Linked DNA regions of Mus musculus: regions 1, 2, 4, 5 and 6 are each linked to region 3. The links are chromatin contacts, called in public ChIA-PET, HiChIP or PLAC-seq and promoter capture Hi-C maps. All regions are on one chromosome and are shown on one strand. The core of a region is the stretch at or near the end of the contact, and the rest is flanking DNA. Distances in the headings are between cores, read along the strand shown.

The links. Promoter capture Hi-C pulls out the DNA fragments that hold promoters and counts their contacts. ChIA-PET counts read pairs in DNA pulled down with a chosen protein or histone mark. HiChIP or PLAC-seq counts read pairs in DNA pulled down with a chosen protein or histone mark. Capture Hi-C pulls out chosen DNA fragments and counts their contacts.
Region 1: an H3K4me3 HiChIP or PLAC-seq map of bone marrow-derived macrophages shows a contact between it and region 3, with 3 times the contacts expected there. The contact joins the enhancer-like site here to the promoter of Zc3h7b in region 3. A contact is called at or near these places in 16 of 39 promoter capture datasets (the 3T3-L1 cell line, 3T3-L1-derived adipocytes, the C10 cell line and 10 more), 1 of 15 datasets of contacts at CTCF or cohesin (large pre-B cells) and 5 of 115 datasets of contacts at active chromatin or transcription factors (the SCID.adh cell line, astrocytes, bone marrow-derived macrophages and 2 more).
Region 2: a contact with region 3 is called in a promoter capture Hi-C map of liver, with 2.6 times the contacts expected there. The contact joins the enhancer-like site here to the promoter of Zc3h7b in region 3. A contact is called at or near these places in 4 of 39 promoter capture datasets (embryonic stem cells, liver and stem cell-derived epiblast-like cells), 1 of 484 Hi-C or Micro-C datasets (differentiating embryonic stem cells), 1 of 115 datasets of contacts at active chromatin or transcription factors (bone marrow-derived macrophages) and 2 of 9 other capture datasets (adipose tissue and liver).
Region 4: a promoter capture Hi-C map of pancreatic islet shows a contact between it and region 3. The contact joins the promoter of Dnajb7 here to the promoter of Zc3h7b in region 3. A contact is called at or near these places in 19 of 39 promoter capture datasets (the 3T3-L1 cell line, the C10 cell line, the HPC-7 cell line and 13 more), 1 of 484 Hi-C or Micro-C datasets (LSK cells), 4 of 115 datasets of contacts at active chromatin or transcription factors (the 230-238 cell line, bone marrow-derived macrophages, embryonic stem cells and 1 more) and 3 of 9 other capture datasets (adipose tissue, liver and pancreatic islet).
Region 5: an RNA polymerase II ChIA-PET map of effector CD8 T cells shows a contact between it and region 3, with 7 read pairs. The contact joins the promoter of Desi1 here to the promoter of Zc3h7b in region 3. A contact is called at or near these places in 2 of 39 promoter capture datasets (cranial neural crest and erythroid cells), 1 of 484 Hi-C or Micro-C datasets (forebrain), 10 of 115 datasets of contacts at active chromatin or transcription factors (the SCID.adh cell line, bone marrow-derived macrophages, effector CD8 T cells and 4 more) and 2 of 9 other capture datasets (adipose tissue and liver).
Region 6: a contact with region 3 is called in a promoter capture Hi-C map of stem cell-derived epiblast-like cells, with 3 times the contacts expected there. The contact joins the promoter of Tnfrsf13c here to the promoter of Zc3h7b in region 3. A contact is called at or near these places in 2 of 39 promoter capture datasets (fetal liver and stem cell-derived epiblast-like cells).

What each region holds. Positions count from the first base shown.
Region 1 is chr15:81,433,310-81,436,009 of GRCm38.p6, reverse strand. The region is part of intron 4 of Xpnpep3 (X-prolyl aminopeptidase 3, mitochondrial); the gene reads right to left. Among named protein-coding and RNA genes, the nearest start is that of Gm17025, 13 kb to the right of the region's middle. Within about 2 kb of position 1,324, at least 1 of the 459 cell types and tissues checked has an H3K27ac peak or open chromatin away from gene starts, as enhancers often do. A contact at or near this core is called in bone marrow-derived macrophages, where this site is marked.
Region 2 is chr15:81,484,185-81,486,884 of GRCm38.p6, reverse strand. No RefSeq gene overlaps it. Among named protein-coding and RNA genes, the nearest start is that of Rbx1, 19 kb to the right of the region's middle. Within about 2 kb of position 1,269, at least 16 of the 459 cell types and tissues checked have an H3K27ac peak or open chromatin away from gene starts, as enhancers often do. A contact at or near this core is called in liver, where this site is marked.
Region 3 is chr15:81,743,708-81,746,407 of GRCm38.p6, reverse strand. Zc3h7b (zinc finger CCCH type containing 7B) reads right to left here and starts at 1,310. Exons shown (of 23, transcript NM_001081016.2): 1 at 1,062-1,310.
Region 4 is chr15:81,406,963-81,409,662 of GRCm38.p6, reverse strand. It overlaps Dnajb7 (DnaJ heat shock protein family (Hsp40) member B7), which reads left to right and starts at 1,390. Exons shown (of 1, transcript NM_021317.2): 1 at 1,390-2,575. The coding sequence starts at 1,529. The coding sequence ends at 2,467. All of the region lies in intron 1 of Xpnpep3 (X-prolyl aminopeptidase 3, mitochondrial), which reads right to left.
Region 5 is chr15:82,014,895-82,017,594 of GRCm38.p6, reverse strand. Desi1 (desumoylating isopeptidase 1) reads left to right here and starts at 1,375. Exons shown (of 6, transcript NM_134095.3): 1 at 1,375-1,717. The coding sequence starts at 1,630. Xrcc6 (X-ray repair complementing defective repair in Chinese hamster cells 6) reads right to left here and starts at 1,226. Exons shown (of 13, transcript NM_010247.2): 1 at 1,120-1,226; 2 at 397-485. The coding sequence starts at 472.
Region 6 is chr15:82,223,095-82,225,794 of GRCm38.p6, reverse strand. It overlaps Tnfrsf13c (tumor necrosis factor receptor superfamily, member 13c), which reads left to right and starts at 1,415. Exons shown (of 3, transcript NM_028075.3): 1 at 1,415-1,627; 2 at 1,873-2,076; 3 at 2,519-2,700. The coding sequence starts at 1,483. The coding sequence ends at 2,697.

The DNA.
Region 1 (2,700 bases), core at 75-2,574, 310 kb after region 3:
CCCCCCAACTGCAGGATGTAAAGGCTTGTATCAACATGCTCTGCAATGAGAGAGATCCTTTGCTTTAACCAGTAATGGCCTGATCAGGCTAAAAGTGTGTTCACCCTATTCACAAAGAAGTGCTGTATTTATCAAAATTAATTAAGAGAGTATTCTACCATATATACCCACAGATAAAACCAAGAATGGTGGTGCATACATTTTAAGACCAGCATTTGGAAGTCTGAGTAGGATTTTGAGTTCAGGGCTAGCCTGTTCTATACCGTGAAACTCTACCTCAAAAAAAAAAAAAAAAAAATCAAGCATGAAAACAAATGAGCAAACCCTCTAATGCCTTGAAATGAAATAATCTTGCCCCTTCTTGGTCAAACCAATGCGTACTGAAGATGCAGGAATGCATGGATGCTTGCCTATTTGATATTATAGGACAACAGCATGTCTCTCACGTAGGGATGACTGAAAAGGCACCTCTGGTAGATTACATGAGTAGGCTGTAGGACCTCAGAAAGATGTAAAAAAAGATTAAGATCTTCTCTATCAGCAGGCATGGTAGTACTTATCTGTAATCCCAACACTTGGAAAGCTTCAAGTTAGCACACTCTATTTACTGAGACCCTTTCACAAACTTAAGTTCAATAATTTACAGAAGATACAAAACCAACAAAGAGACATGCAAAAATTTAGGTAGATCCTTCCCATATACAAAAATATACTTAAAATGGAACACTAACTTAAACATATTATTTAAAAGTACAAAATCCAGGGCTGGCGAGATGGCTCAGTGGTTAAGAGCACTGACTGCTCTTCCAGAGGTCCTGAGTTCAATTCCCAGCAACCACATGGTGGCTCACAACCATGAGTAATGAGATTTGATGCCCTCTTCTGGAATGTCTGAAGATAGCTACAGTGTACTCACATATAATAAATAAAAAGTACAAAATCTTAGCAAGTGTTTATTAAGTGACTTGACCAATGATTTTTCTTCCTGATATGACATCAAAAGTGCATGTAGCAACAACAAAGATAAATCAATCTCATAAAAATTAGAAAAAGGGCTGGGCGTGGTGGCGCATGCCTTTAATTCCAGCACTTGGGAGGCAGAGGCAGGTGGATTTCTGAGTTCGAGGCCAGTCTGGTCTACAAAGTGAGGTCCAGGACAGCCAGGGCTATACAGAGAAACCCTGTCTCGAAAAACAAAAAAAACCCAACAAAACAAAACAAAACAAAACAAAACAAAACAAAAAAAAAGAGTCTCAGTGTGGGAGGAAAGGGGAAGTTGCCCATTGGGTACAGAGTTTTTACTTGAGATGATAAATCTGGGTGATGATCTCAAACCACTGAACTATACACTTAAAATACTTAAGTATCTGCATATCACACACACACACACACACACACACACACACACAACATACACACACCCCTCAAACATATGCACACATGCAAACCGGAAACAATAAGGACAATAATTATAGTTCTAAACCAATTCAGCTTTTATACAGTTAATTAACAATGATACAAAAGGTCTGGAGAGATGGCTCAGTGGTTAAGAGCACCGACTGCTCTTCCGAAGGTCCTGAGTTCAAATCCCAGCAACCACATGGTGGCTCACAACCACCCATAATAAGATCTGACACCCTCTTCTGGTGCATCTGAAGACAGCTACAGTGTACTTATGTATAATAATAATTAAAAAATATTAATAATCCTATAAAAAACAATGATACAAAACTTGATGTTCATAGGAAGGTATAGGACACCTGTCATTTGTCTCTCATCAAACTCTTCAGGTTACAAAAATCCCAAGGCCGATACACTCAATATTATCTGAACTTAAAGGAATTTACAAAGAGAAAGACTTAATTAGTATTTATCATCAGATGCTAAAACACTGGCTCTGAACATTAATGTAGAAATGGAAGAAGAAAACTTCAAAGTCTAGGACTTCTTGACTCAAACACTGGCAAAGAAGTCAAGACCTCTTACAAAACGCATGTGTACAAAAGGCCTGGTGGTAGAGAGCGAGCTCTTTAGGTCTAGAATGCACAGGAACACAATACTATCTAGGCTGTCTCTTAGGAATGACAAAACTCAGTCAGAATGTGGACATACTGCTGTGAAAGGAATATAAATTAAAGTTAGGTTAAAGATTGAAACGAGGGCTGGTGAGATGGCTCAGCGGTTAAGAGTGCCGACTGCTCTTCCAAAGGTCCTGAGTTCAAATCCCAGCAACCACATGGTGGCTCATAACCATCCGTAATGAAATCTGATGCCCTCTTCTGGAATGTCTGAAGAGAGCTACAGTGTAATTATATATAATAAATAAATAAATATTTAAAAAAAAGATTGAAACGAATAGTGGTATATTTTTTTCATAATATGTGGGTGATATTTCATATAACATATGAAATCCATTCCTCTATTTAAAAAAAAAATGCAAAACTTACAGACTCTCCCTTCTTCCAGTACTCACTGGGACTAACTAAGCCAACCAGTAAATATGAAACAACTTAATACTCACACAGCAGTCAGAACTCACTGCCTATACCAATGTGGAAGGCTTACAATTCAGGAGACTAAGAGTACAATATACGAGGCCCCAAAACAAAATATCCAAGAGCCTCTGCAGTACCTGGTAAAGTGCAGAGTATCTAACAGAGAGAACAAGTTGATGGTGACTGGCATTCTGTAGAACTCTTG
Region 2 (2,700 bases), core at 20-2,519, 260 kb after region 3:
GCAAGTAAATGGTGAGTGTAATCTGTAAAATGGAGGCTTGGGGCAGCGTGGAGTGGGATGGGCTTCGGTCCCCTTGGGGCTCTAGGAACACTTTTTTTCATGGACAGCCACTCCATAGCCCCATGCTTAGAATATTTCACCTGCAGTACCCCCAAGCCCACAGGGCTCTAACCATACATGGAGGACATCTGCAGATAGGTGTTGAAACTCCACTCTGCCAGTCTCCAAATGCATTGCTCCATCATCCCCCTGTCACTTAGGACAAACACTAAGAAGTCACCCTTGGCTTTTTCTCCCCTGCTACAGCTGAGTTCTTGGAGGCAGAGGCTCTGGTGCACGCAAGATTCAGCCTCAGTCAGGTGTGGTGGTGCCCACCTTTATTTAACCCCAGCAGTTGGGAGGCAGAGGCAGTGGCAGCTGGATCTGTGTAAGTTCAAGGTCAACCTGGTCTATGAAGCAAGTCCAGGACAGCCTCACCTGTAACCCACGCCCATGGTGCAGCCATTGCAGCTGGAAGCGTAATGGACATCAATACGGCTCTCTAAGAGGTGACAAAGACTGTCCACAACAGCCTAGCACTTGGCAAAGATAACAAAGCCACAGATAAGCACCAAGCTCATCTTTGGGTGCTTGCATCCAATTGTGATGAGCCTGTGTATGTCAAGTTCACTGGGGACGGGGGGACGGGGGTGGGGGGGTGGGGTGGGGGAGGGACACAGACACTGTGCTAAGCACCAAATCAACCTAATGCAGGGCAGTGACAGGAAGAAACCAGGGTAGCAAGCAGGCCTCTGTGCCAGCGGCAGAGGAGGGAGCCATGGCAAGCAGGAGGCTGCAGCTGTGTAGAGTTAGGGACTATGGCAGAGACTCTCGGGCTGAGGGTGTCATCGGAGAGTACTTTAAGTTCAAGAAAAGAAACACTTGGCTTAGCTGGGCGTGGTGGCGCATGCCTTTAATCCCAGCACTCGGGAGGCAGAGGCAGGCGGATTTCTGAGTTCGAGGCCAGACTGGTCTACAGAATGAGTTCCAGGACAGCCAGGGCTACACAGAGAAACCCTGTCTCGAAAAACCAATAAAAAAAAAAAAAAAGAAGAAGAAACACTTGGCTCATTTAAAACGTCACCTCTTTTTTTCTTTACCATTTTGAACCAACCCAATGCTATGTGCCAAGTGTATTGTGCAATCGCTGCCTGCCCAGAGCCCAGCACAGCTCACAGGTTTCACTGTAGCCCTTGTCTATGTCACTTCTATCCCCAACATCTGACCTGGGTCCAAAAGGCCATGCCCGCTTTCAAAGCTCTGTTCTAATGTCATCTTCTCCAGGAACAGGCCTGTTCTGAAGGTCCTGCCTGACCCAGCCCTGCTCCCCCTGCCTCCCCCCTACTCCCCCTACTCCCCCTGTTTTCCTCTGCTCCCCCCTGCTCCCCTCTGCTCCCCCATGCTCTCCCTCTGGCTCCCCCTGCTCCCCTCTGCTCCCCTCTGCTCCCCACTACTCTTCCGGAACTGGTTTCGTGGTGGACTAGGCCAAGCACCACCTTCACCACACAGATTGAGTCCCACCCTTTTAACTGCTCCCAGCTCCTATGAGGGAGCTTCACAAATGGTTGTTGAATAAACAGATCTGCTTCCGGCTTGTTTTATTTATGTTTTCTCCCCTTATGGGTCTCAAGAGTTCATTCTGAAAGTCAAAAGCTGAATTTATGTGTTCCTGCTCTGGTAATTCCAAGTCTCCCTGCGGCAGTTTATCTTCTGTGTTCAGGTGTGGCGCTGGGAGTAGAGAGGCGTGCCAGTGAACCTGTGCATGCTCCTAGTGAGGCAGGCAGCGTGTTTCTCTGCGCTGTGCTGGATATGTGCCTGCCTGTCTGCCTGCCTGCCCACCTTGCTTCCTTCCTTCCTTTTCTCTTTTTTTGACTTTTTGAGACAGAGATTCTCTGTGTAGCCCTGGATGTCCTGGAACTCACTCTGTAGACCAGGCTGGCCTTGAACTCAGAGAACTGCCTACCTCTGCCTCCTGAGTGCTGAGGTTAATTTTTTTTTTCAAGACAGAATCTCTCAATTATGTAGCTCAGGATATCCTGGAACTCACTATGTAGACCAGGCTGGCCTATAATTCATAGAGAACTGCCTCAACCTCTGGGTTCTAGGGTTAAAAGCCTGAGCTAACATGCCTGGCTGACATTGTTTTCTTAAAGCATTTTTCTGCTTTTCAGCTGTTACTGAAGGAAAATAAATAAATAAATAAATAAATAAAAGGTGGCGGAATGAGCTGGGTGTGGTGGCGCATGGGCAGTGGTGGCACACACCTTTAATCCCAGCACTTGGGAGGCAGAGGCAGGCGAATTTCTGAGTTTGAGGCCAGCCTGGTCTACAGAGTGAGTTCTAGGACAGCCAGGGCTACACAGAGAAACCCTGTCTCGAAAAAACCAAAACCAAAAACCAAAACCAAACCAAAACCAAAATGGTAGGGGAATGTAGCTCAGTTGGTAGAGTGCTTGTCTATCACAGATGAAGCCCAGCACATGGTACCCACATGGGATCCCAGCGTTTGAAAGCACGAGGCTCAGGAGTTCAAAGTCAGCCTGGACTACAAAGTAACTTAAAGTCAGCCTGAGCTACAGGAGACCCTGTCTCAAACAAGACAAATTCTCCCTTGCCTCTGACATGTTTAGACACCTATATCCCTTTTAAATGAAAATGAAG
Region 3 (2,700 bases), core at 61-2,560:
TCCAGCCCCCAGTCTTCTCCATCAAGGCACTGTTGGCACCCCGGCCACCCTATTCTGTCAAGAATGAACTCTTTCTACACGTTCCCACTCCTGCGGTGTGGGGGGGAGGGAGGCTTTGTCTCTGCGAAGGACCCTCAACCCAGGAACTTTACAAACACCTGAACCTGAGGGTTTCTAAGATAGAAAGAAAAAGAGTTATGGATCGCAGAAGGGACCTTGTGTCCGCTGAGGGCAGTGGCGGCGGGGTCGACTCTGCTTCCCCAGGGCCCCCAGCCCTGCCAGGGCGCCCCTCAATCGCCACAATCCCAGTCCCCAGCAGTCCCCGTGAATCCCCTGCCTGGTTACTGCCCACCCAGGAGGCCTCTGAGCCCAGTGACGGATGCCACGACCGGAAATGCCCTCCTGCTCAGCAGACCCAGACCGCGCCCCCCTTTCCTGCCGCCCCCTCCCCCAGGGCTGGGCCCGCAGGCCCCGGATCCCCGGACTCGCGTGGCCGCGGTAACCGACTGGGGCGACCCATCAGCCGGCCATTGTCCCCGGCCCTCGCCGCGGCCCCTCTACCTCTAGGCACTGCGGATTCAAAGCGAATACAAAAGGAAAGGGGGACCCTAACTGCCAGCCTCGGACCACCTCCTTGCAGTGGGATCCGCAAAACATCCGCGCGCACACCCAAACCTCCAGACGCAAGGGAGATTGCCCCACACCACGGAAGAAAAATCCCAAGGCATCCCCTGGGGGCTGCAGTGCAGCCCCAATCTCCCAGGCGGCAGGTGCCCGGCCACACAATAACTTTGAAACTTTGGGGCAGGGGTACGGGAATCTGCAGACAGATTCCTCCCCCCAGAAAAACCCAGTTCGTGGTAATGGAGGTGCTATTGCTTTATTCTTGCAAAGCCGCCTTTCCAGGTGGCCTGGCCGGGGCTTCCCGCGCCTCCTCCGCGCGCGGCCCTGCCCGGCCCTGCCCGGGCGCCCCAGCCTCGCGCGCCCCAACCTTGCGCGCCGCCGGGGACGCGGTGGCCCGGCCTCTGCCCCGCGGGGCTCCGCCGCGCCAAAGCACTCACCTCGGCCGGGCTGCGCTCCCCGCGGGCCTGCGCCGAGCCCGATAAATGGTATGCTATGACTAGAGGTATGATTACGTTATTATTATTAGTAATAATAAGAGTAAATGCTATTTAATTACGGGCGGCCGCATCCTGCTCCCGGCGCCGCCGCCCGGGCAGCTCGGTCCATGTGGCTCCGGAGCGCTTTACTTTCATTTCCAGCCCCCTCGGCCGGCCGCTCGCGGCAGCACCCGCTGGAGGCTCCGTCTCCCTGCAGCTCTCCCTCCTCGGGTCCTAGAGAGCGCAGCTCCTCCTCGCTTTAGTCGCGCCCGGGGTGGGCGGCGCGGGCTGCGCACCTGGGGGGGAGGGGGGAGTCGGCAAGCCCCCCTTCCCAGTGGAGGGATGCCTGGAATTCACCTTGATTTTCTTTTAAAACTGCTCTTCCTTTTCTGGGATTTCCTTCTAGCAGTTCTGCATTTCTGGGCGGATGCTGGACCGACCTCTGTTTTGTTTTTCCACCCCTCAAACCGAGCGTAAAGCTACACTTGGCTTTCCAGGTGTTTTGATGAAGGAAGGCATCTCCAAGCATCTGGTCATGTTGTGCCCTTTCTTTGATAAGGACCTCGGTCAGGATCTCCTTTTTGGCTAGGGTTTCATGTATAGAAAGTTAAAAGCGGGTTGGGGGCGGGGGGGCGCAGGGGGAAATCAGTGACACTTGTTTAAGAAAGCCTGGCTGATTTTATTCAAGGTAGGGCTATCATGATGGGTTTAGGGACCATTGCAGTGGGGTTTTGCAGTGGTGCTGAGACACTGGGCTCAGCCCTGAATTCAGCATGAACCGGGAATTTATAGAGCAAGGAGCAAGGCAGGGTCAGCAGACAGAAAACTTGAGGTATAATGTGATTGCTGTTAGCTCCACCCAACAGGGTTCTTAAGTGTTTTTAAAGTCGGGTTTTTATTTTGTGTGTACCAGTGTTTTGGCTGTAGATATGCATGGGCATCATGTGTGTCCCTAGTGCCTTGCAAAGGTTAGAAGAGGGGATAGGAGTTCCTGAAACTAGAGTCACAGATGGTTGTGAGCACTGTGTGGGTGCTGGGAATGTAACATGGGTCCTCTGGAAGAGCAGCAGGTGCTCTTAATGGCTGAGCCATCTCTTCAAGATAGGTTAGGTACTGGAACATCACCTTGGGGTATAGTGGAAGAGGAGGATCCTGAGCGTATATTGGTGGTGTTCCCAGATGGAAGGTAGGGGAGTCTAGTTAAGCCATGCTTGCTAAAAATTGGACAATTGGGCCAGGCTTGGTGAAGCACACCTTCAACACCAGCACTTGGAAGGCAGAGGCAGGCCTGGTCTACCTAGCCAGAGCAGTCAGCTACATAGAGAGACACTATCTCAAAGAAAATAATGATAATAAATTTAATTAATTAACTTATTTATTTATTTATTTATTTATTTTCTGAGACAGGGTTTCTCTATGCAGCCCTGGGTGTCCTGGAACTCACTCTGTAGACCAGGCTGGCTTAGAACTCAGAAATCCGCCTGCCTCTGCCTCCCAAGTGCTGGGATTAAAGGCGTGTGCCACCACTGCCTAGCAAAATTAAAATAAAATTAAATAATCCAGAGATAAATAAACAAACCCAAAAGTTCAGACTTATTTG
Region 4 (2,700 bases), core at 141-2,640, 340 kb after region 3:
CCATTGCTGACATTAAAGGCATGGGTCACCAGAGCATAGCACTAATATTTTATGCATTTCTTATACTCTCCTTATTAGGGTTTGAGACAGGGTCTTCCTCTGTAGTCTAGGCTGGCCTGGAACCCTCCATAATGCTCCTATCTTGGCCTTCCATGTTGGGATTACAGGCATGAACTACCTTTTATTCCATTACAATTGAAGTATCATTTCTAATGGCTGCCAGCAGAAAGCTTGAATAGTAGGCTACTGACTTGAGGAAGTCTATTTTTTTTAAAGGTTTATTTATTTATTATATGTGTACACACTGTAGCTGTCTTCAGACACTCCAGAAGAGGGCATCAGATTTTTGTTACAGATGGTTGTGAGCCACCATGTGGTTGCTGGGATTTGAACTCAGGACCTTTGGAAGAGCAGTCAGTGCTCTTAACCGCTGAGCCATCTCATCAGCACCTCAAGGAAGTCCTTAGACCATAGCCCATGGTGCCTCTTATACAACAGTCTATCCATCTGGTGGATCTTCCATCATTGTTCTTACTATGAAAAATAAGGATATCTTCTTTCTTTCTTTTCTTTTTTAAAGATTTATTTATTTGTTTGTTTATTTTCTATGAATACACTGTAGCTGTCTTCAGACAAATCTAGAAGAGGGCATTGGATCCCATTACAGATGGTTGTGAGCCATGATGTGGTTGCTGGGAATTGAACTCAGGACCTCTAGAAGAGCAGTCAGTGCTTTTAACCACTGAGCCATCTCTCCAGCCCCCCACCCCATTTAAAAAAGGGTTTATTTATTTATTATATACAGCATTCTGCCTGCAAAATATGGCAGCAGGTCAGAAGAGGGCATCCGATCTCATTATTGATGGTTATGAGGTGGCTGGGAATTGAACTCAGGACTTCTAGAAGACCAGCCAGCGCTCTTAAGCTCTGAGCCATCCTTCCAGCCCCCCAGCAAAGCTTCCTAAGTTTCAATTTTTCTAAATAAAAACATAGAAGCCAGGTAATAGTGGTGCACACCTTTAATTCTAGCACCCAGGAGGCAGAGGCTGGCAGATCTCTGAGTTTGAGGGCATCCTGGTTTACAAAGCAAGTTCCAGGACAGCTGGGGCTTCATAGTGAAAAAACCCAAGCCAACCAACCAACCAGCCAAACAAAACCATAGAACTATGCAGTAACTAAGGCTCAGTAATCTGGAGGTCAGATTAGATAAAAAAAACTGTTGTGGCCATTAGCTATAGATCGCACAGAATGACTTGGGAGAAGTTGCATTTAGAAGATCCAATCCCTAGCTCTAGCCCAGTATGACACCATAATGCAGCTCTGACATATGCTTGTTCCTCTGCTTGCCACACAATCTGAACCCTCAAGTCTTTTAGCAGTGGCTCACCCACAGTACTAACATTACCTTCAATGTAAAAATATGCCTATTTGCAGTCACTTCTGCCACTGCCACCAGCAACAGAGCCTGAGTTGCAACGAAAACACAGTGCTCACGATCAAGGGTGTTTGTTTTTAAAACTGTCAAGCTATGGTGGACTATTATGAAGTTCTAGGAGTGCAGAGATATGCGTCACCAGAAGACATTAAAAGAGCTTATCGTAAAGTAGCACTTAAATGGCATCCTGATAAAAATCCAGAAAATAAAGAGGAAGCGGAGCGAAAATTCAAAGAAGTCGCCGAGGCATATGAAGTGTTATCAAATGTTGAGAAACGGGACATTTATGACAAATACGGCAAGGAAGGATTAGACGGCAGAGGTGCAAGCCATCTCGACGATGAGCGTGAGTACCGCTTCACATTCCGGAAGGCAGACGATGTCTTTAAGGAAATTTTTGGTGAAAGGGATCCGTTTTCATTCCACCTCTTTGAGGACTCCCTCGAGGGCCTTTTAAACAGTTCAAGAAGCCCCAGTGGAAGCAGAGGCAGAGGCGCAGGGTCCCACGTCTCCCGCGCCTATGACCACCCAGCGCTTTCCGGGCTCTCCTCTTACGACACAGGGTATTCATCTTATGTTTCATTGGGGCATGAGGGCCTTACGTCATTCTCTTCCCTGGCACTTGATGATTCTGGAATGGGCAACTATATACCCATTACACCTTCAGGCAAAGTTATTAATGGAAGAAATATTAATACAAAGAAAGCTTTTGAGAACCGTCAAGAAAGAGAAGCTGAAGATGACAGTGAGTTGATATCCTTTCTTGTAAATAGTGTGGCAAATGAAGAGCATTTTACAGACAAATGTAACTGGAGAAGACAGTCGTTCAACAATTACTCACCAAATTCCTACAGCTCCTCAAATACAACTCAATATACTCTGGTGGACAACAATGAACAAGGAACATCTTGGGTCACCAACAAGAAGGAACCTTCCATTTTCTCAGCAGGATTTAAAGAAGGTGGTAGGAGGAAAAAGAAGAAGCACAAAGAGGGGCAGAAGAAGAAGAAGTCCAACAAAAGGAATCACTAATTGACTGTCTAGACTCATTATGATCATACAACATTTGAACACCACTTTCCTGTGTTTTGGTTAATGACAGAGTTTTTAGATGATATTTGTTTAATACTATGTAAGAGTAGGTGGGGTTTTTTGTTTCTTTGTCTTGCTTTTGAAATATGGTTTCAACTTTGTAGCCCTAGCTGGGGTGGGTCTTGCTAAGGAGACAAGGCTTTCCCTTAAACTCACAAAGATCTGCTTATCTC
Region 5 (2,700 bases), core at 126-2,625, 270 kb before region 3:
CTATAACTTTAGTAGCAGGAGATCCGACTCCCTCTTCTGGCTCCCTTTTGCACCAGACATGTACAGAGGTGTACACACATACATAAAATAAAAATAAGTAGATTTTTTTAAACAATCAAAAATATGTAAAAAATAAAGTGACAAATATTACCATGGACAGAGTCATTTATTGAAGATTAATAAATTCTCTATCGTGGTTAGTAAAAAAAAAAAAAGGAAAATAGGGTTAGGAATGTTCATAGAGTGAAATAGGATCTAAATAATAACTGTAAAACTCAAAGGGAGAAAAAATATTTTAGATTATCTGAGGAGAAAAGGGAGGGATATCAGACAACATAAAGTGCTCCCAGCAAAAAAAAAAGTACACAGCGAAAATCTTCCACACAGGCCACTTACCACCTGTGTCGGGGCTCTCCTCCTCCTCTTCCTCTTCCTCGCCCTCAGTTTTGTAGTAGGACTCCCACTCTGACATGTTGGTTTGCTCACTAGGTGAGAGAAGTTATGAATTTAAATGAAAAAAAAAAAAAAAAAAAAAACCAAGGCAGGTAGCTCTGTGGTAATGCGCTTTCCTACAGTGTACCCGGACCTATGCCACACACACCAGAAAAAAAAAGAGAGACAGACAGACAGACTTCTGGGTTCTCTTTAGATCTGTTCTAAATGCTCGGGTCACTAATAAAGAATGTGAATGATGGCTCCTGCTTCCTCCAAAGCTCTCCATATCATTGGAGAGGCAAGAGAAATGTGCATGGGGTCATTGCTGCAACAACCTCCCCTTGGCTATCCCTTAAGGATGCTGCAGGACCAAAATGGCTAGGGGTGAGGGCGAGGTATAACATAGCGGCTCAGCACTGAAGGTCCTATCTCGAGCTCCAACTGGACTGGGACGGTACTTGGTGCTCTGGCTGAAACATTCGTCTTCATTTCTCCCCCAACCTTCAGCTAGAGATTGGCTCAACCACCAGTCCTGTTCCGCCTTCTGGGGAGAAAGGAGCATGACCCAGGTCCTGCAGGTCGACAGCGCTGCTCCGTGGTGAGGCCAGGGGTCGCGCGACACTAAGCGTGCAAGCAAGCCACCAAGGCAGGCCTCATCCAACACATGTGGTGCGGCGAACCTACCTTAACCGCAGGCGGGCAAGCCACTGGGACAGCAGAAGGTGGGCACCACGTCCACGCGGGCTCCTTGTCTCTCGCCCAATCAGCGACGTTGCGTCATCACGCACAACACGCCCTTCGACCCTTCAAGCGGGCACGCCCACTCGCATTTCCCGCTTCCACCCCCTGTTCCCTAAACTGGAACGCTTGCGGCCAGAGAAAGCCCCGCCCCTCGCTTGAAGCTCCGCCCCCGAAACCCGTCAGCACCGAACGCACATGCGTGAAAGTGCGTCCCCGCCCCTGCCCCCTGTTCCGTGCGGAGTCTCTGGGATCTCTCTCTCTGTCACCTCACAGTAGTCGTTGCCGGTCGCGGGTGTCCGGGCGCGAGCAGCGCAGGGCCGCCTCTCCCCCGCCCTCAGGCCGGGCCCCGGCTCGGTCCCCCGCTCCCTCTTCTCCCCACCCCGGTCGGGTACCGGAAGGTCCAAGCCGCTGCCGGGTGCCCGAGGGCCATCGTGGCCGCCGCCACGGGTCCTGATGGAGCCGCCAAATCTCTATCCGGTGAAGCTCTACGTGTACGACCTGTCCAAGGGCCTGGCCCGCCGGCTCAGCCCCATCATGCTGGGTGAGGGGACCGGGGTCAGTGGGAAGAAGGCAGGTGGCCGCTGGAAGCGATCCACCGAGGGGGGTGGGGGAAGACGGGCCCATGGGTGGTAGGAAAGATCCACTAGGGCAAGGACAGTGAGGTGGGATTCCCTGAACCCCTGTCCAGCTTCATGATCTAAGCCAAGGAGACACACGCTCCGGCTGAGAGCAAGCTCCTCTTCAGCTAGAGACTGGGGCTAGCCGACTGATCTTGGTGGATTCCCCAAGAAGCCAGGGAACCCTGCTTCTTTAGCTCAAAGTAGAGAAAGTGAGGATACCTCCAGCTCGTGTCCCTGGTGGTGGAAGCAACACTGCAGACGAGATCCTCTGGTGTCCCTCGGAGCGACTGCCCTCCGCGCCAAAAGGAAATTCCCTCTGCAGTCCTTGGAGTGGATGGGAAGAGAGCGCTAGAGCGGTGGAAGGCTTGAGCCCTTGCCGGCTCCAGGTTAGGTCAAGTCAGGTCACCCTGAGCCAGATCTTGGAACTAATTACGTTCTGTCCGACGATGCAATTTTCGCTCAACAGTTAATTGCTTTTGACCAGATGGTAAGAAAGCAGTTCTGGGGGAGGACCGGATGCTGTATCGGTGAGGATATCGGTTGTGCTCAGTTCAAATGGTTTCATGCTGAGAGAGAAAAAGAGCCCTTCAGTGTAGGTCCAACTTCACTTCAAGTCAAATACCAAAATGTCTGTCATATAGGATTTGTCAGGCTTGTCATTTCAGGTAATGGTGGACAGGAATGGATTTCAGGGATTGAAACTGACATAGTTTTGCATCATTCAATAAATAGCTATAGTGTTTCCTGGAGACATTGGAGGAAGGCCTATTTCTTAAGGAACACAAGGGGCAGGGATCAAGGAAGCAAGGCAAGTTTTGAGGACATCCATTTGTGATGTGTCACTGAGTTGAACTTACTAATCCTTTAACCCTGGGGCAGCGAGTGGTTTCTAAATGTGGTTTCC
Region 6 (2,700 bases), core at 166-2,665, 480 kb before region 3:
CCCAGAACTGGACTAAAGCACCAGCCTCCTTGCCTCTCCATCCAGTCTCCATCTGACATCCCACTAAAGCACAAGGCAGAGAGAGACACACACTCAAAACACAAGAGGTCTCCTCACCACCAGGCCTCCACTCCAGCTGGACCCCATCCATCTATCCCTAGCAACGCCGCTCTCACCTTTCTCTCAGCACTCCTCAAGCAGTGGCCACGTTGGTTGGTTTCCAGTATGTGTGGCCTGGAGGGCATGTTTCCCTGCCCCTTGCAGCTGCTAAAGATATCTCTAAGCCCCTAGCCCTGAGGGCTCAGAGGTCTATATGGCCCACCTTGAGGCCCACCAGGGAACTCCAGGCCCCAGCTCCTAGCTGGCAGCTCCCTCTGGCATTTCCCAGGCCATGACCCCTGGGGAGGGGGCTGCACATATCCCAAGACCCCCAGAGAGCTTGTTTGTGTGACTGTGACTGGGGCTGGGTCTGAGAGACGCTGATGAGAGAGACAAGTGGGAGAGAACATGGAGGTTTGGGGGGGGGGGGGCAGAGCCTGATACAACAGGCACAGATGTGAACAAGCTTATGATCTAAGAAAGGACCTGCAGGGACAGGGAGGTCCCTTGCTAATCCTCAGGTCTTCCCAGGGCTCTGCTTGCTGAAAGCTAGTGTGGCTCTCCAGCACCCTGCGACCAGAGTCCAAGTTTTCTGCTGGTCCAGCCTGCCCCACAGGTCTGAGCACAACTTAGCCTCCCCATTTAAGGCACCGGGCTTTTGCTCACGTTCTACCCTACACTGGCCACTAGTCTTTACCTCTCTACCAACACCATGTCATTTTCTCAATCGAACCTTCCTGTTATGGTTGGTGCTGACTGGCACTGGTGGACCTCAGGCCAGACCCCGTGCCTACCCACTCCCGTGGAGTCCAGGATGACTGGCAATCTGTCCCCATTACTCTCAAAGGGGACTCTGCCCAGGAGGTAGGGCAGGGCAGAGGGCATGGATATGGAAGATTAGAGAGGGCAGTGAGATTAGGAAGTCTTTTATTTATCGGTGTCCCTCCAGCACCCCTGTGGGCATTCCCATGGGCCACTCAAGATGATCTGATGTCTCAACCCTGGGAAGGGCAGAGCAGGAAGCAGGAGGGACTTGGAGGCAGATGGTTAGTGGAAACAATTGGTCTTGGTGAGGCACAGCAGCAGGGGGCTGGAAAAGGTAGGCGGCTACAGGGTCCCTCTGCTGTCCAAGAGCAGGCTCCAGTGTGACCCCCAGCGCAGATGATGCTCAGCTGTCTGTCGTCTGCGGTGACAGTTGAGTGGTTTAATGCAGGAACCACAGGTGAAAGAGGTCTGGGGTTCCAGGCGAGGTCGCAGCTCCACCCCAGTGGTCCCACCCCAGCAGGCAAGGGCGGGGCGGAGGATGCTGCGTCGCGGTTTCATTCTAGACTACAGGGCACACAGCCCAGACTCGGAACTGTCCCAGCTGCATGAGGCGGCGACATGGGCGCCAGGAGACTCCGGGTCCGAAGCCAGAGGAGCCGGGACAGCTCGGTGCCCACCCAGTGCAATCAGACCGAGTGCTTCGACCCTCTGGTGAGAAACTGCGTGTCCTGTGAGCTCTTCCACACGCCGGACACTGGACATAGTAAGCAAAGGCATGGGGATAGGCGCGACCTGCCTGAGGTATCCAGCCTACCAGCGCCGCATGCTCCTCTGCTGACCCTGGAGCCAATGGTCTCCCACATCCCTCACTGTTAGTCTCTCCCTCCCCCCTCCCCATCTCTCTTTCCCTCCTCCTCCCCCTCCCCCTCCCCCGTCCCTCTCCGTCTCCCCCTCCCCCATCCCTTTATCCCCCTCATCCCCACATCCCCTTATCCGCTCTGCCAACAGCAAGCAGCCTGGAGCCTGGGACAGCTCTGCAGCCTCAGGAGGGCTCCGCGCTGAGACCCGACGTGGCGCTGCTCGTCGGTGCCCCCGCACTCCTGGGACTGATACTGGCGCTGACCCTGGTGGGTCTAGTGAGTCTGGTGAGCTGGAGGTGGCGTCAACAGCTCAGGACGGCCTCCCCAGACACTTCAGAAGGAGTCCAGCAAGGTGAGAACTGCCGGGGCTAGGGGAGGTTGGGGGGGGGGTTGGGGGGGTTGGGGGGGGGACGACACAGGACTGAGGGAGACCTGGAGTTGACTCTGATGCTGTCATAAAGCAGGGAGGACAGTACAGCCCAAGCCTTAATCCAAGCAAGAAGACCCAGAGGCCAAAAAGAGATGTTTGGGACGGAGGTGTCTGCCCTGACATTTGGGAGCCCAAGGGCCTGATGCTAGGTTATGCCCTGTGGGCTGACCAGACACCCCTCTCCCTCACCTCATCTTATCAAGTCTCTGAACTCAGCACTTCCTGTGTTGAAGACCTGTCACGTGCTGTTCCCCGTCCTCCTCCTAGGGCCGTCCCAGAGGAGGCTTCTAGAACGGGCGTGGGGGGGGGGGGCTGTGATTCCGTCCTTCCTGCCTTATCTTACCTGCTCCCTCTCCCACCCCAGAGTCCCTGGAAAATGTCTTTGTACCCTCCTCAGAAACCCCTCATGCCTCAGCTCCTACCTGGCCTCCGCTCAAAGAAGATGCAGACAGCGCCCTGCCACGCCACAGCGTCCCGGTGCCCGCCACAGAACTGGGCTCCACCGAGCTGGTGACCACCAAGACAGCTGGCCCAGAGCAATAGCAG